Linked DNA regions of Mus musculus: region 2 is linked to region 1. The links are chromatin contacts, called in public promoter capture Hi-C maps. All regions are on one chromosome and are shown on one strand. The core of a region is the stretch at or near the end of the contact, and the rest is flanking DNA. Distances in the headings are between cores, read along the strand shown. Region 1 overlaps Il17ra (interleukin 17 receptor A). Region 2 holds the start of Pex26 (peroxisomal biogenesis factor 26).

Region 1 (6,827 bases), core at 1,697-4,196:
TTTAGAAAGAGCTGGTATAGAAATGGGTGATGTAAAACTTGAGAAGCAGGAAGAGGCGTGTGAAATCCTGTGCTCTCTCAAGTGCTGGCTGCCAGTCCGTGGGAGGGCTGCGGCATGTGATTCTTCATGGGCTGCAGCCACCAGATCCCTGGAGAGCTCTACCTCGGGGTACAGTGAGGGAGTTGAGAAAGATGTGAGGGTAGTGGGCATGGGGGCGTGGCATAACAGGAGAACTCGGGAGGCCCTCAAGGTCAGAGGAAAGTATGTCACTGTATAACTACAGTAAGAGAGGTTGTTTAAAGTAGCTCCAGGGCGCCCTCATGGGGCAGACAGCAGCCTTGTGGCGTAGGTTCTAGAGAATGCACAGGTCTTCCTAGACTTAGGTGAGAAAAGGACCATGAAATGCTGTGGGAAGCACGAATTCAGTGATTGTGTGTGTGCATATGTGTGTGCAGTAATGAAGACTTAATAAAGTTGCTGTATTGGTAAGAACTCATAGTTGTTATTGAATCACCTCTTACCATAGGTCAGACACGTCTTGCCTAGCATTAGCAAGCCCTGAGGTTCCAAGTCTCACTGTGTGGCCTGTATTCAACCCTGCAGCAGCCAAGTGAGAAAGAGAAAGCCCCTCCCACCCATCAGCCTTTCCCAGCTCTATTTCTTCAGAAATTCAGGCAGCAAGGGCCCTTGGATCTAGACACCAGTCAAGCCTATGGCATCTGCCACCCTAGTTTCAGATACGAACTTAAACGTAAGTTCTCCCAGCAGCAAATCAGCCCCACATCAGCCCAGAACTGCTCTCTACCATGTCTGACTCCACGTAGGGCTCCCAGCCCTCAGCTTCTAGCTGCTGTCATTAGATCATATCAGTACATTAGTTCTTCTGCTCGATTTCTTTCTCCTGAGATCTTATAGAGACATCCATACATCATACAGTTCACAACTGTCCCTTTGCAGCTGAGTGGCTTGGCATATTCAGAGTTCAGTGACAAACAGTGTAATCAGCTTTAGAACACTCGTATACCCCAGAAAGAAGCCTGGTGTGCCTCCCCCCGCACCCCCACCTCCTCAGCCCCAGGTAGCACCAGGTCTGCTTTCTTTCATTTTCTAGACATGTCTGTTCTAGATTTTCCATATACTAGGATCAGAATTCTCAGGGGCTTCTTGGCTCATGTTCTTCATACCACTTCCTCCTTAGAGGTCTTTGCTCATCATGAATGTTAGAAATTCTAGAAACTGGTGCCTGCTGTCAGACAAACACCAAGATCACCAAGAACATCAAAACCATTCCTTTATGCTTGTATTATTCTGAACCGTGCCTAATGAAACTGTTTTGGCCTGGCATGGTGCCACATTTGAGTCTCAACAGGAGTTCCACGCCAACCTTGGTAATAGTAAGACCCTCTCTCAAGACAGGAAACAAGGTGGCTCCACAGGTAAAGGGGCTTGCACCCCCACCCCCACCCCCACCCCCCACCACAGCTTTGATGTCCTAAGTTCAATCCCCAGGGCCTGCCTGGAAGGAGAGAGTCTGATCTCAACACAGATTTCATGGCTGGCACACACACATGACACTGAGTATGTAGGCACACATGCCAGTAACTAGGAATGAGAGGACCCCTGTTTGGGAGACTAGGTGTGGCTCAGCAATAGAGTACTTGTCTAGCACACATGTGCCTCAGGAAAAAACAGAAAAAGATGGCGGAAGAGCACTTGCTGCTTTCTCAGAGGACCCAGGCTCAGTATTCAGCACCCACATGGCAGCTCACAACCGCCTCTAACTCCAATTCCAGGGGATCCAGTGTGCTCTTTTGGCCTCTTCAGGCACCAGGCATACCCATGCACACAGTGCACATACATACATGAAGGCAAACCACTCACACACACAAGTCGTTTAAGATCTTATTTACACACACACACCCCCCACCACCACCACCAGAAGCCAGCCGCTGCCACCATGTGCTGCTTTCTTGGCTCTTTGCCTATCTCCTAGAAAGTTGCAGGGTGAGGCTTAGTAGAACACATCAGTCAGCACGTGACCAGGGGGCATGGGACCTGTACTCCTGACAGGCATTTCCCTGCATCTCTAGGCAAACTCCTGAGTGCACTCTCCTGTCTTGAGCCTAATTGAGAAATGAGGTGTGTGTGTGTGTGTGTGTGTGTGTGTGTGTGGTGGTGGGGATGAACAAGGAAAGAGTAAGGGACAATTAGAGGTGACCTGGGTGTCACTTGATAGAGTGTTTCAGTCCAGATCTAGTTTCTTGGCACTGCTTCGGAAGGCTCACACGCAAGTCCCTTAGCCAGGCTTCCAGCTGCATTGGAGCTGACATCTGTGATGGGAGAGGAAGGTGGGTTTGGTTAGTTTTTATTTACCTGTGAAAATGAAACAGGTAAGGTCTGCGGCTCAGTGACAGATGGCTCGCTCAGCCTGAGACCCTGGGTTGCATCCCCAGTCCCGGAAGTAAGACAAGAAAACTTGAAAATAAAGTAGGGACTCAGGAGGAGGGTGGTATCCTGGAGACGCAATGGGCAGTTAGATTCCCATTCTAAATAAGTGAAAGAGCAGGCTTTGCCCTACCCTGGCGCCTCCAGAGGAGACCTGCTCACCAAGGGCCACCAGGCGATACTGTAGGCTCCAGCCTGTGTAAGAGAGCAACATCCCAAGAGCTCTTTGGCACAGTCAGTGCAAGGCTGGCACTGAAATTCAGGACTTGCGTCTCACAAGTCAGACGTGTTAGACAGAAAGTTCCTTACAAAGAGCATCCCGGCCCTGTTCAGAAGCTGAGCAGCTTTAGATCAACAACTTTCCCAGGCTCCAGGTTGCTCTCTCTAAAAAGGGCACCACATTAGTTCCTACCTCATAGCTGTCTGTAAGGGACGGGTGAAGTTCACATGAGAGGAGCTGACTTCTCCACACCCAGGAAGTGCTGGAACATTTTAACCACAACCGGGTCCCTCTGTGGCTCCTCCATCACACTGCTGCCTCTCCCCACAGGCCCAGCGGCTTCCTCCCTCAGTCGGAGCCTCTGACCTGGTTCTGGGCTTGAGCAGCTTGTGTGTCCTCAGGCACTGCTCAGCCTCTTCTTCTGCTGCTTCCTGCCCTCTCCCTCTAGTGTTTGCTTTCTGAGATTATCAAAGCTATCTCTGCGCAGGATTGGCTCACACCAAGTGAATATATCATTGTGGGAACGTAGCCACAGGGCAGCACACTAGAGCGTGTTACGGAAGATTCTATTCTGGAGGCTAACACAAGGAGCTGGCAGGGTAGCATGCTCCTGGCTGTCACATCACCCCATCCCCAAGTGGCTCCCAGGGCCATCTACTTGGTCCTGCTCTTCCTCCAGCTCTCTCAATTGTGGCCTCTGCTGGCACCAGGTCCCCATGCCAGCCCTGTCCATTTTGAACAGTGAAGGTGGGTGGTCACTGCATGGAGAGAGCCTTTGTCTGTTACTGGAACTTGGCATCCTCTGTTTCTTTGCTTACGGATGAGTTAAGGTCTTGTCGAGCCTGCCCTGTCCACTCCTCACCTGGATACTTTTCCTATAGGATCACCCTTGGGTTATGGGCACCTTAGTAGGAGGTGGATCCTTCATCTCAGACTGGAGAAAGTGATGTAACCGTGGTCTGAGAAGGGCGTGACCACACCTTGGCAAGATGCTTCCATTGGTTAACCTTTTCTTCCACGAAACCAGCTTAGAAAGTGAAAGTCAGTTTTGCTTTCAGCTACAATTGAGCTTAAACACAGGGAATGTTGACCCCACTGAGCAGCTGACATCTGAAGGCTCCTGTGAAGTGAAGCTCTAAGAGGTGACAGAAGGTGGCTTAGAGTGGCTGCAGGTGGCTTCAGTAGCTTCTTATCCCCCAGTGCTTCAGGAAAAGGAGCTGCAGCCACCGACAGGTGACTGTTGAGGAATGAGCCAGCGGCTCTGCACCTTGGTCTGGTGCCCCAGGGTGTGATTTTGTCCTCTTCCTTGTCAGCAGTACTGCACCACCACCATTTACCCCGGGGCAGCCTCCCTGTCCCTACACTAAACCAGTCCTCCAGAGATCTCCTCCAGTTTTCTCGGGTGTCTCTGAGGAACTCCAGCTGACCAGAGCCAACAGGCACTGCTGGCTTACCTGGAAGATGTGTCTAAATATGTATAACAGGCCTGGACAGACTTAGGAAGAAATGAAAGCGTGCTGCTACATTGTCCTGGAGTTGTTTTCTGTATATATACATTTTGGCTTGTGAGATTTATCACACGGGCTTGAGAAAAAACAAACCAAAACATTTTGGTATATACACCTCATTTAATTAAAAAAGTGTTCTTACCTTTATTTATTTGTGTATTTATTTTATGTGTGGTGTGAGGAAGGGCACGTGCACGCACCAGGGTGGTCGTAAACATCCATGGGACACAGCTCCTTCCATCCCGAGGGGGCCCAGCTCAGTGGCAAGCGCCTTTACTCTCAGAACCATCTTGTTTGCCCACTGCATTCCATTCTTTGTTTTGGTTTTTGAAACAGGGTTTCTCTGTGTAACTCTGACTGTCCTGGAACTTGATCTGTAGACCAAGCTAGCCTTGAACTCAGAGAAATCCACCTGCCTCTTTGCTCCTGAGTGCTGGGATCAAAGGTGTGCACCCCTCCTTTATCTTCCCCTTCTTTTCATTCTCTTTTCTGTGTGCGTGCATTGCTCTCTCTCTCTCTCAAAACATTTATTTATTTATTTATTTATTTATTTATTTAATGTATGTAAGTACGCTGTTGCTTTTTTCAGAGACACCAGAAGAAGGAGTCAGATCTCATTACGGATGGTTGTGAGTCACCATGTGGTTGCTGGGAATTGAACTCATGACCTCTGGAAGAACAGTCAGTGTTCTTAACCTCTGAGCCATCTCTCCAGCCCCCCCCCCCCCTTTTCATTTTTAACATGTCCCTTCAAGCTACCATGGTACCTGATTTTTGTTTTGTTTTGTGTGTACGTGTTTAAATGTATTTATTTGTTTGATCTATATATCTGTACACCATCTATGTCCGGTGATTAGCGAAGCCAGAAGAGAGCATCAGATCCCCTGGGACTGGAGTTGTCCCTTGAGACTGGTGGTTGCTGGGAGTTGAACCTGCATCTTTTGGAAGAGCAGCCAGTGCTCTTGACTTTTGAGCCACCTCTCCAGACCCTACAACTTTGGTTCTACTGGTTTGCCTGAAACTCTCTCGTCTCCTTCCTGTGTTTCTGTTTGTTGGTGTTTTGTGCTGTTTTGAAGCAATGGCCTTATTTATACCCTACACTTCTACTTGAGTGCAGAGCCACACAGTAAGAGCAGATGGTTTCTTGCTAGGCATGTTGCTGTAGTCCCAGCCAACTGTGCAGACTGAGGCAGGAGGATTCCTTGAACCTAGGTGTTTGAAACCTGTCTGAGCAGTATAGTGAGAACCTGTCTCATACAAGCAGATTATCTCTCCTGCTTTCCATCCTGGTAAGCTACTCATGGAGTAAAAGGAAAACGGAAACAACTGGGAAATTCCTCTGTAAACAACAGAAGGTCTGAGATGGCCCAGGCCCCAGTCTCTGCCTCCCCGAATCACATGCCAAATGCTTCTCTAAGGTGCCACAACACCAACACCAACCTACAAAAATAATGACAAATGTCACAGTGACATTTAAGAATTCAGTGAGGAAATCAGGACAGGAATGGTCTTAAACCACACAGGAAGCTTGTCACAAGTCTCAAGTTTTTATTTTCAGAACAGAGTCTGGTTTTATTTTTAAAAGGGGGGGGGGAATGTGATGAATGCTAGCGAGGTGCCACTTCTCTGCCTCTTCCGGGCTTGCTGTCCCAGCTCTGGGCCCCCACATCGGCCGGCTTCCCAGAGCATGGTTAACAGGCACAGTCTTGGTTGGATGACACAGGGCACTCCTGTTTCCTTGAGAGGCTAAAGAGGGTCTCCTAAACCCCCAAATTCTAAGCCAGCCCTGGGAACACAGTGAGACACCCACTAAAAGAAATGTTTAAAAGATGGGATGCAAGTCTTTAGAGAGAGCACAGACTGAATAAGACTTGGTGTTGGGGATGTTGAGCGGCAGGCTGACAAGCATTCGTCAAGCGTGCCTGAGGCCCTAGGTTTAAACCTCAGTACTACAAAGTAATTAACTTGTTTTTAAAACTCAGGTACCAGGCCCTCAGCCTCTATGCTCAGAGGCTAGGAGCCCACGAGGCTAAATTCTGAGCCTAGCCTTCCTTCCATAGTCCATTCTTCGGGACTCAGGACAGTGTACTATTCTGGTCATGACACTTTGGGGACATCTCAAGTCTGATCCCTGTCTACAGATACCCTAGAAAGCAAGAGATGAAACAAAGAGGCCTTCCTAGTAGGTCATGTGTGAATGGAACAGGGGAATGACTGAAAAGAGCCAAAATAAATAGCCCAGAGGAAGGAACCAGCCCTGAGTCAGACACTCACAGAAGACTTGTAGATGATGTACAGGACCTGTGCTGGGCCCTCACTAGGCCCTCAGCAACCCTGGCCTCACTCACACGTGGCCATGTGACCATGTCTCTTGATGTACCAAGGAAATGTCAGCCTTCCTGTCCTAAATCCAGTGGCAGTCTCTCAGCAGCAGACAGCATTTCCACAGCAGAGGGACAGCTATCCAAACAGTAGAAAGAGGGTGGGTTGGGGGCCAGCCAGAGCCGGCCATGGCTCAGAGATCATTTCTTTTCACAGTCATTGAAATTAGGTAGCAAGAAACACAGCGAAGCTGGGGGACACAGTCAGAGCACTGGGAGCAGCTGCAGCCCCCGCCCGGGCCTTAGGCCCAGGACCATGAGTCCAGTCAGAAG
Region 2 (6,827 bases), core at 2,607-5,106, 700 kb after region 1:
GTTAATAGCACTTGCTGCTCTTCTAGTGGATCCAGTCCACAAGGGGGTTCACCGTTACAGATGGTTACACCAATATGACACCGTTCCTTCAGCCTCTGTAAGGCACCAGGCATGCGTGTGGAACATGGGTGTATGTGCAGCCCATCCACATAAAACAGTTTTTTTTTTTTTTTTTTAAACAACAACTCAGGTTGAGAAACCGATGAGCTGTTGTGTTTTGCAATCCCGTAATTATGTTATTACTGACGATCTTTATCATTTAATGCTCAACTGCAGGCAGAGATGACAAGACAATTTATGCAATTGCAGCCTCAATTTATGCAACTCACATTCCAAGGGTCTCTGCTTTGTTTGAGCCTTTGCTGCAGGAGAACAAACGTTGTCTGTGGAGAAAGGTGGTCTCCTCACAATGATGCAGAGAGTATATTGTGGAGGAAGACGGTCTTCTTGCAATGATGCAGAGAACATACTGATCCCAAATGTGAGGCTCCAAATACTGACCCCCAACAACAAGGGCCAATGCAGAGCAAAAGGGCCATGTTTTCTGTGTTCTGTCCCTGTCCTTCCTGTTAGAAGACAAAGGCAAACACACCTACTGTGCTGGTCTCTCCATGGTTCCCCATCTCCCTTCTCTTTCTCCTTAGTCTTTATCATCTAATAACACTGTTGCATGTATTTCACTTGCTTAAATGTATGTATGTGTGTTTGTGCATGTGTATGTGTGTATATGTGTGCATGTATGTATTGCTGGGGTCCATGAGTCACCCCATGCAATGCATATATCAATCTCAGTCAGAGGGGAATGGTTTATTGACCAGGACAAATTGATCAGAGCCACAGACCAGACTCAGGAGCTGACTGTGATCATGAATGTTTCCCACGGCCAGTTTATAAAGGCAAAACCCACAATGAGCTCATGTGTAGGTGCAGGAATCACTGCCTGGTGCTCAGCTCCGACTCAAGTTATTTTGGCTGGCTAGTCAGAACAGTTCTAACTGACCTTTATTTTGATTGGTCCAAAGTGGAGCTTATGGTTCTAGGATTTCTTAATATTAATTAACAAACCTCAAAACATAACAGGCTATATGGTCAGATTGACCTGCTCCGAGTCAAGCTATTTTTCTGTGTCAGTAACAATATGAAACAACTGGCAGGCATGGAACAAAATGGCTGGGGGAGCAGGCTTCAATATGTGTGTGTGTGTGTGTGTTTGTGTGTGTGTGTGTGTGTGTGTGTGTAATGACAGGTAAGGATTTCACACCCTAGTCACAATTTGTGCTACTCCTTTGAGCCTTGTGAAAGCTAGCATCAGGGGGTTCTGCTCTAGCAGACCTTATCATGAATAATGTAAACACACACACACACACACACACACACACACATGTTCTTGTGTTTCCAGGCTGGTCTCCAATTCCTGGCCTTAAAGTAATCTTCCATATCACCCTCAGGAGTAGCTGGATCTATAGGCATGTGTACTTGTTTATTAATAAGCATTTGCTTATTTTTGTTGTTTGTTTCCTTCCAAAACTCACCAAGGCTTTGTCCTTCATTTCTGTGGGACCCTCAGGGTCTAGGACAATGTCTGCCATCTACTAGTAACAAAAAGCATTTCTGGGGCCAGTGAGATGACTTAGTGGGTAAAGGGGCTTACCACCAAGCCTGACCTGAGATTGGTCTCCAAGACACAAAAGGAGAGAACTGTCTGCTGTCCTTTGACCTCCACGTGTGCACTGTGGCACACAAACGAGTGTATAAAAATAATATGTGTATGTGTGTGTGTATGTATATATATATATATGAGAATTGATTCATCTTATTTGATGTGTGTGACTGTTTTGCCTACATATATGTATGTGTACCATGCGCAAGCCTGGTACTCCAGGAGGTCAGAAAGAGGGCATTAGATGCCATGGACCAGGCTCAGTCAGCCCCCCTCAATCCGTGGGAAATCAGGGGTTCTGGCAGGTGGGCATGGAGTTGGCGAGAATTGGAGAATTGACAAACAGACACATACACAAGGGAGTGCTGTATCTGGATGTAATTTTTCACAAGGCTTATAAAATATAATACAGAAAACAAAGGAGTAGGGTGTCACAACAGGCAAAGTACACTGAAGTATTTGACACAAAACAGAGGAATGACTTCAAAGGACTGACAGGAACCAGGTAATGTTTACAGTAAAGATAAAACAGCCCTGCCTAGGGTCAGCTAATGACAGGTAAGGATTTCACACCCTAGTCACAATTTGTGCTACTCCTTTGAGCCTTGTGAAAGCTAGCACCAGGGAGTTCTGCTCTAGCAGACCTTATCATGAATAATGCAACAACACAACCCCCCTTTTTCCTAGGCCTTGGTAAATACTTGCATATGAGAGTAACTTGGCTGTAATGAAGATTCTAAGTATACTTTGCTAAGCTTGCCCTGAGATTTCTAACTCTTATCCAGTAAAATACTGTAAGAAAGTATGCAAGACCCTCCACAATATTGCAGGGACAAATCTGGGGCATTCTAGCTATGGGAATGCCAAGGTTCCAGGAGGCTAAGTTTCCTTGAAACTCTTTGCCTTGTGACTGCTTCCAGGCTTTTAGGCCTGCCAAGCCAGTCACTACTGGAGTGGACATAGCACTGGATCCCCTGGATCTAGAGTTACAGATAGTTGTGAGCTGCTATGTGGGTGTTGGGAATTGAACCCAGGTACTTGGCAAAAACAAATGCTCTTAGCTGCTGAGCCATCTCTCTAGTCCCCAGTGGGGGGGAGAGGGGGAATTAAACAGTATATATATTTTTAAACAAGTGACATCCTGGCCCTTTCACCTTACACAGTCACAGGCTTTAGCAGACTTGACATTTCTGTCTCAGCTGTGTGAGGACCTTCTGCAGAGATTTAAAGACTGCCATGTCCTGTCGGTGTTAGTGATAAAAGAAAGGCATATATGATGTGAGCAGGTCTTAGCCTAGCACCTCGCTGTCTTATCCAGTCACTAAGGAGCAAGGGATTCTAGGAAAACTTGGGAGAGAGTTCAGAAGGTAGAGAACTGGACGAAGTAAAACCATGAAGACTGAGTATAAATGTGGAAGAGATAGGAAATCCTGCCTGAAGCACAGATAATTGGTGATTTATGAGTCTGTGTAAAATTATATAATAGGAAGTCAGGTGTGGTATTGCACTCCTTTAATTCCCGGCACTAGGGAGGCAGAGGCATAGTTCAAGGCCAGCCTGGTCTACAGAGTGAGTTCCAGGAAAGCCAGGGCTACACAGAGAAGCCCTGTGAAACACAAACAATATAAATAAACACATAAAAATACATATTTAAATGTATTTACTTTTTGTATATTATAAAGCATCAGTTCTTACATTGGTTCAGTACTGTTTTGAAGAATTGCATGACATGTGCATGGCTTTGTTTTTATGACATCCTTATTTATATAAACAATGCAGGATCCAGGAGTTTATGTAACTCACTTGTGTGTTGATGGTTCACCTACCTAATACAAAGCACAGATCAGATCTACCTCTGCCCTGACACTCCTTTCAGCCAAAAAAAGTGCTTTCTTTGGTTTGACAATGTTTTTGTGACTTATTTGTCGTGTGACCTATGTCACCTGTAAATAGAGTAATAGTCCTTAACTCATAGAGATGAAGAAATAACAGACAGAAAGCGCCTTTCCATTCTGCCACACTTTATAGCAGCATCGAACCCAGGAAGAGGAAATAGCCAGCTCCATAGTTTTCTTTTTCTTTTTTCCCTAAGCTTCCAGCAGACCCTTCTCAACGGACTCCTTCAGAGGTTAATAATAAAGGTGCAGGTAGCTCCACCTCCTAACTGGAATTTCTTCCGTTCGTCCTCTTCCGGTTAGCGAAGGAAGGATCACATTTCTCAGGACAAAGGCATTTCACTAATGGTTTAGCTTCCTCATCTTTTCCACCCCAAAGCTGGCGACCCAGTGCGTTCTCTCTGGAAGATGGCAGTCTCTGGGCGCGAGAGGTTCCCCGAAGCTTCACAGACCCAAGAGCCCAGGACTACAACTCCCAGAATCCTTCGCTCCAGCGTGCGCGTGCGTCGTAGTGGCTAAGAGGGGTGGAGAGGAGGTGTCCACCGTCGTGGGTTCCCCGTGCAGGTCTTCTGTTGTCGCGCTCTCTACTCTGGGAGTTTCGGTGCTTTTAGCACCGGTCCAGGGACAGGAGGAACTAGTGCTGGGCCTTCGGCAGCACTAGTCTTGAACAGACAGTCTTGAACAGGCCAGTGCCCCAAGGGTTAGGCTGTCAGTGAGCGCAGGCTGTGCCCGGGTCCAGCTCCTTCCTGGTCCTTCCTTAGGAACAGACCTGGAGAGGCGCGGAGGGGAAGAGTGCGAGGCTTGCGGGACATCTACCAGGCCCAGTCCGAATTTCCAGGAAGCTCCCGAGAAGCTGTCCTCCTGACGTGTGAGGAGACCTGGTCGAACCCAGGCTGGCTATGAAGAGCGACGCCTCGACGTCTGCAGCCCCTTTGAAAGGGCTCGTGGGCCCTCTGCGGAGCAGCGAGCCCGCGCTCGCCCTCCCCGCTGTGTCCCCCGCGGTGCACCTGCTGGAAGAGGCGTCCGACCTGTTGGTGGTGCACCTGGACTTCCATGCCGCACTAGAGACTTGCGAACGAGCCTGGCAGAGCCTGGCGGAGGAGCCCGTGAGTGGCACGTACGTGCTGAGCTATGTTCCGTTCTGGATCCTTTTGGGGAGGAACTCGGGTCTCTGAATATCTGGCATTGTGAGACTGCGCCAACCACACACCTTGCTTTCCCTAAGGGATCCTCTTTGAGAGAGGCTGGTTGCTCATCCTGCACCCGTGAGACTGTACAATGAAGTCAAATCATGCAACAATTTGGAGGGACGCCACAGTCAATTCTTGGCTCACCTTTTCAGTGCAGGACAGGGTAGATGTCTTTTAAGTGTTCAGTCGTGAGGAGGTTCAGTAAGCAGGTAGCAGCCTTCTTTGGGAACACACCTCCTATTTAACCTAGCCTTGGCAGGTTATAGAAAATGGGGGGTAGAGCGGGGTGTCAAGGCAAGAAGCACACTGTTCTGGTCCTGTTGCAGGACTGAGTGAATTATCTTTAGATTGCTCTGTCTAATGCATTGGCCTCCTCTGACAGCTGGAGGGCACCATTTCTCTGTGGAGTAAACCTTCCTAAGAGCTGTGTGAGGCCACGCTAATGGCGGGAGTAGTCAGAATAGTTAACTGAAGAAAAGCAAACACTAGAGAGACTTGACTGTGGTTTTAGAGGGATGAAGGTTGCACACCCGAATGTTGAGGGCTTTGCTTATGCCCATTGGATGTAATTTTATAGGGTTTTGTTTTTCGTCTTCATATTGAGACAGGGTTTCTCTGTGTAGCTCTGACCTGCAACTCACTGTGTAGACCTGCCTGGACTCGAACCCAGAGATCCACCTGCCTGTGCCTCTCAAATGCTGGGATTAGAGGCATGTGCCACCACTGCCCGGCTGGACATAGACAATTCTAAAAGACCAGTTAAGCTCCTATAGGAGCACCCAGCCAGAAGCCTCACCCCATGCCCTTTTCACAGTCAGCACACACTTAACTCCCACTCTCCGCCAGTGAGCACGTGCATGTTCACGGTGTGCTGTTCCCACAAGGTTACCTTTCTGTTTGTTCAGTTCTCATTCCACTTGGCTGCAGAGATGTGCGTTGGGCCATAGCTCGTGTGCCTCTAAGAGGTTTCCAGAACTTAACTCCAGGGTGGAAGGGCAGCCCAAGAGACCAGTGGTGAGGCCTGGGCCAATAAATAACAGAAAAGGTAAAGGTGAGCAGCCTCTGGGTCGGACGCTGGCTTCCTGTCCCAGCGTGGAAGACGGAGTGGAGAGAGGGGAAACAGCCTGAACCTGACTTGTGTTTTCTCTTGTCAGCATTGTGGAGGTGAAATGCTCCCTGTGTGTGGTGGGGATCCAGGCTCTGGCAGAAATGGATCGATGGAGAGAAGCCCTGTCCTGGGTCCTCCGGTACTACCAGGTTCCTGAAAAGCTGCCTCCCAAAGTCCTGGAGCTGTGGTAGGTCCTTGTGCTAGAACCAGGTCAGGGTCAAATCATGGGTCCTCCTGAGTCAGGGTCTCCTGACTCCTTTGTCCTCATTCCCAGTCAGTTCCCTTCGAATTCGGGTCTCACTGTGTTCAGACCTCACACAATGGCAGTTAAGGATGAGAGGCGGGCATTTGGGAGTAGGATGGAAGAAGAGAGAGCACACCCAGATAGTAGTGAAACAGGCTGACAGGAGGACAGAGCCAATTGCGCTTCCTGATGCCTCCTGGGGATCTCTAATTCTTAGAATAAATTCAGGTGTATGTGGGTATGTGTATAAGTGGTATGTGTATGGTGTGTGTGCATGTGGGTGCACATGCATGTGTGGGTGGAGATCAGAGAAGGGTACTTGGAGGCCTCTATCACTCTCTGCTTTATTCCTTTGACACAGGGCCTCTCCCTGAACCTCACATTTTTTCTTAGCTAGGCTGATAGCCAGCAAACGCCAGTTGATTCTCCTGGCTCTTCCTCCTCAATGCTGGGATTACAGGCGTGGGTGGGGCCACATCCAGCTTGTCACGTGGCTGCCAGGGTTGCAACTCTGGGCCTCAGGCTTGGACAGCAAATATTTTCCATTTTGTCTTATTCTGCGTAAGGGTGTTTTGCCTGAGTGTTTGTCTGTACTGCATGCATTGTATGTCTACACTACATGTGTGCCTGGTGCCCACAGACGCCAGAAGACGGCATTGGATTCCCTGGACCTACGGTTACAGTCAGTTGTGAGCCTCCATGTAGGTGCTGAGAATCAAACCTGGGTTGC

The links. Promoter capture Hi-C pulls out the DNA fragments that hold promoters and counts their contacts.
Region 2: a contact with region 1 is called in a promoter capture Hi-C map of pre-B cells, with 2.9 times the contacts expected there. The contact joins the promoter of Pex26 here to the enhancer-like site in region 1. A contact is called at or near these places in 3 of 39 promoter capture datasets (the C10 cell line, pre-B cells and stem cell-derived epiblast-like cells), 3 of 115 datasets of contacts at active chromatin or transcription factors (bone marrow-derived macrophages, pancreatic cancer cells and thymic regulatory T cells) and 1 of 9 other capture datasets (pancreatic islet).

What each region holds. Positions count from the first base shown.
Region 1 is chr6:120,483,240-120,490,066 of GRCm38.p6, forward strand. It overlaps Il17ra (interleukin 17 receptor A), which reads left to right. Exons shown (of 13, transcript NM_008359.2): 13 at 1-488. It overlaps Tmem121b (transmembrane protein 121B), which reads right to left. Exons shown (of 1, transcript NM_033567.2): 1 at 5,700-6,827. Among named protein-coding and RNA genes, the nearest start is that of Tmem121b, 7.3 kb to the right of the region's middle. Within about 2 kb of position 2,947, at least 81 of the 459 cell types and tissues checked have an H3K27ac peak or open chromatin away from gene starts, as enhancers often do. A contact at or near this core is called in bone marrow-derived macrophages, pre-B cells and thymic regulatory T cells, where this site is marked.
Region 2 is chr6:121,179,811-121,186,637 of GRCm38.p6, forward strand. Pex26 (peroxisomal biogenesis factor 26) reads left to right here and starts at 3,857. Exons shown (of 5, transcript NM_028730.6): 1 at 3,857-4,672; 2 at 5,900-6,040. The coding sequence starts at 4,455.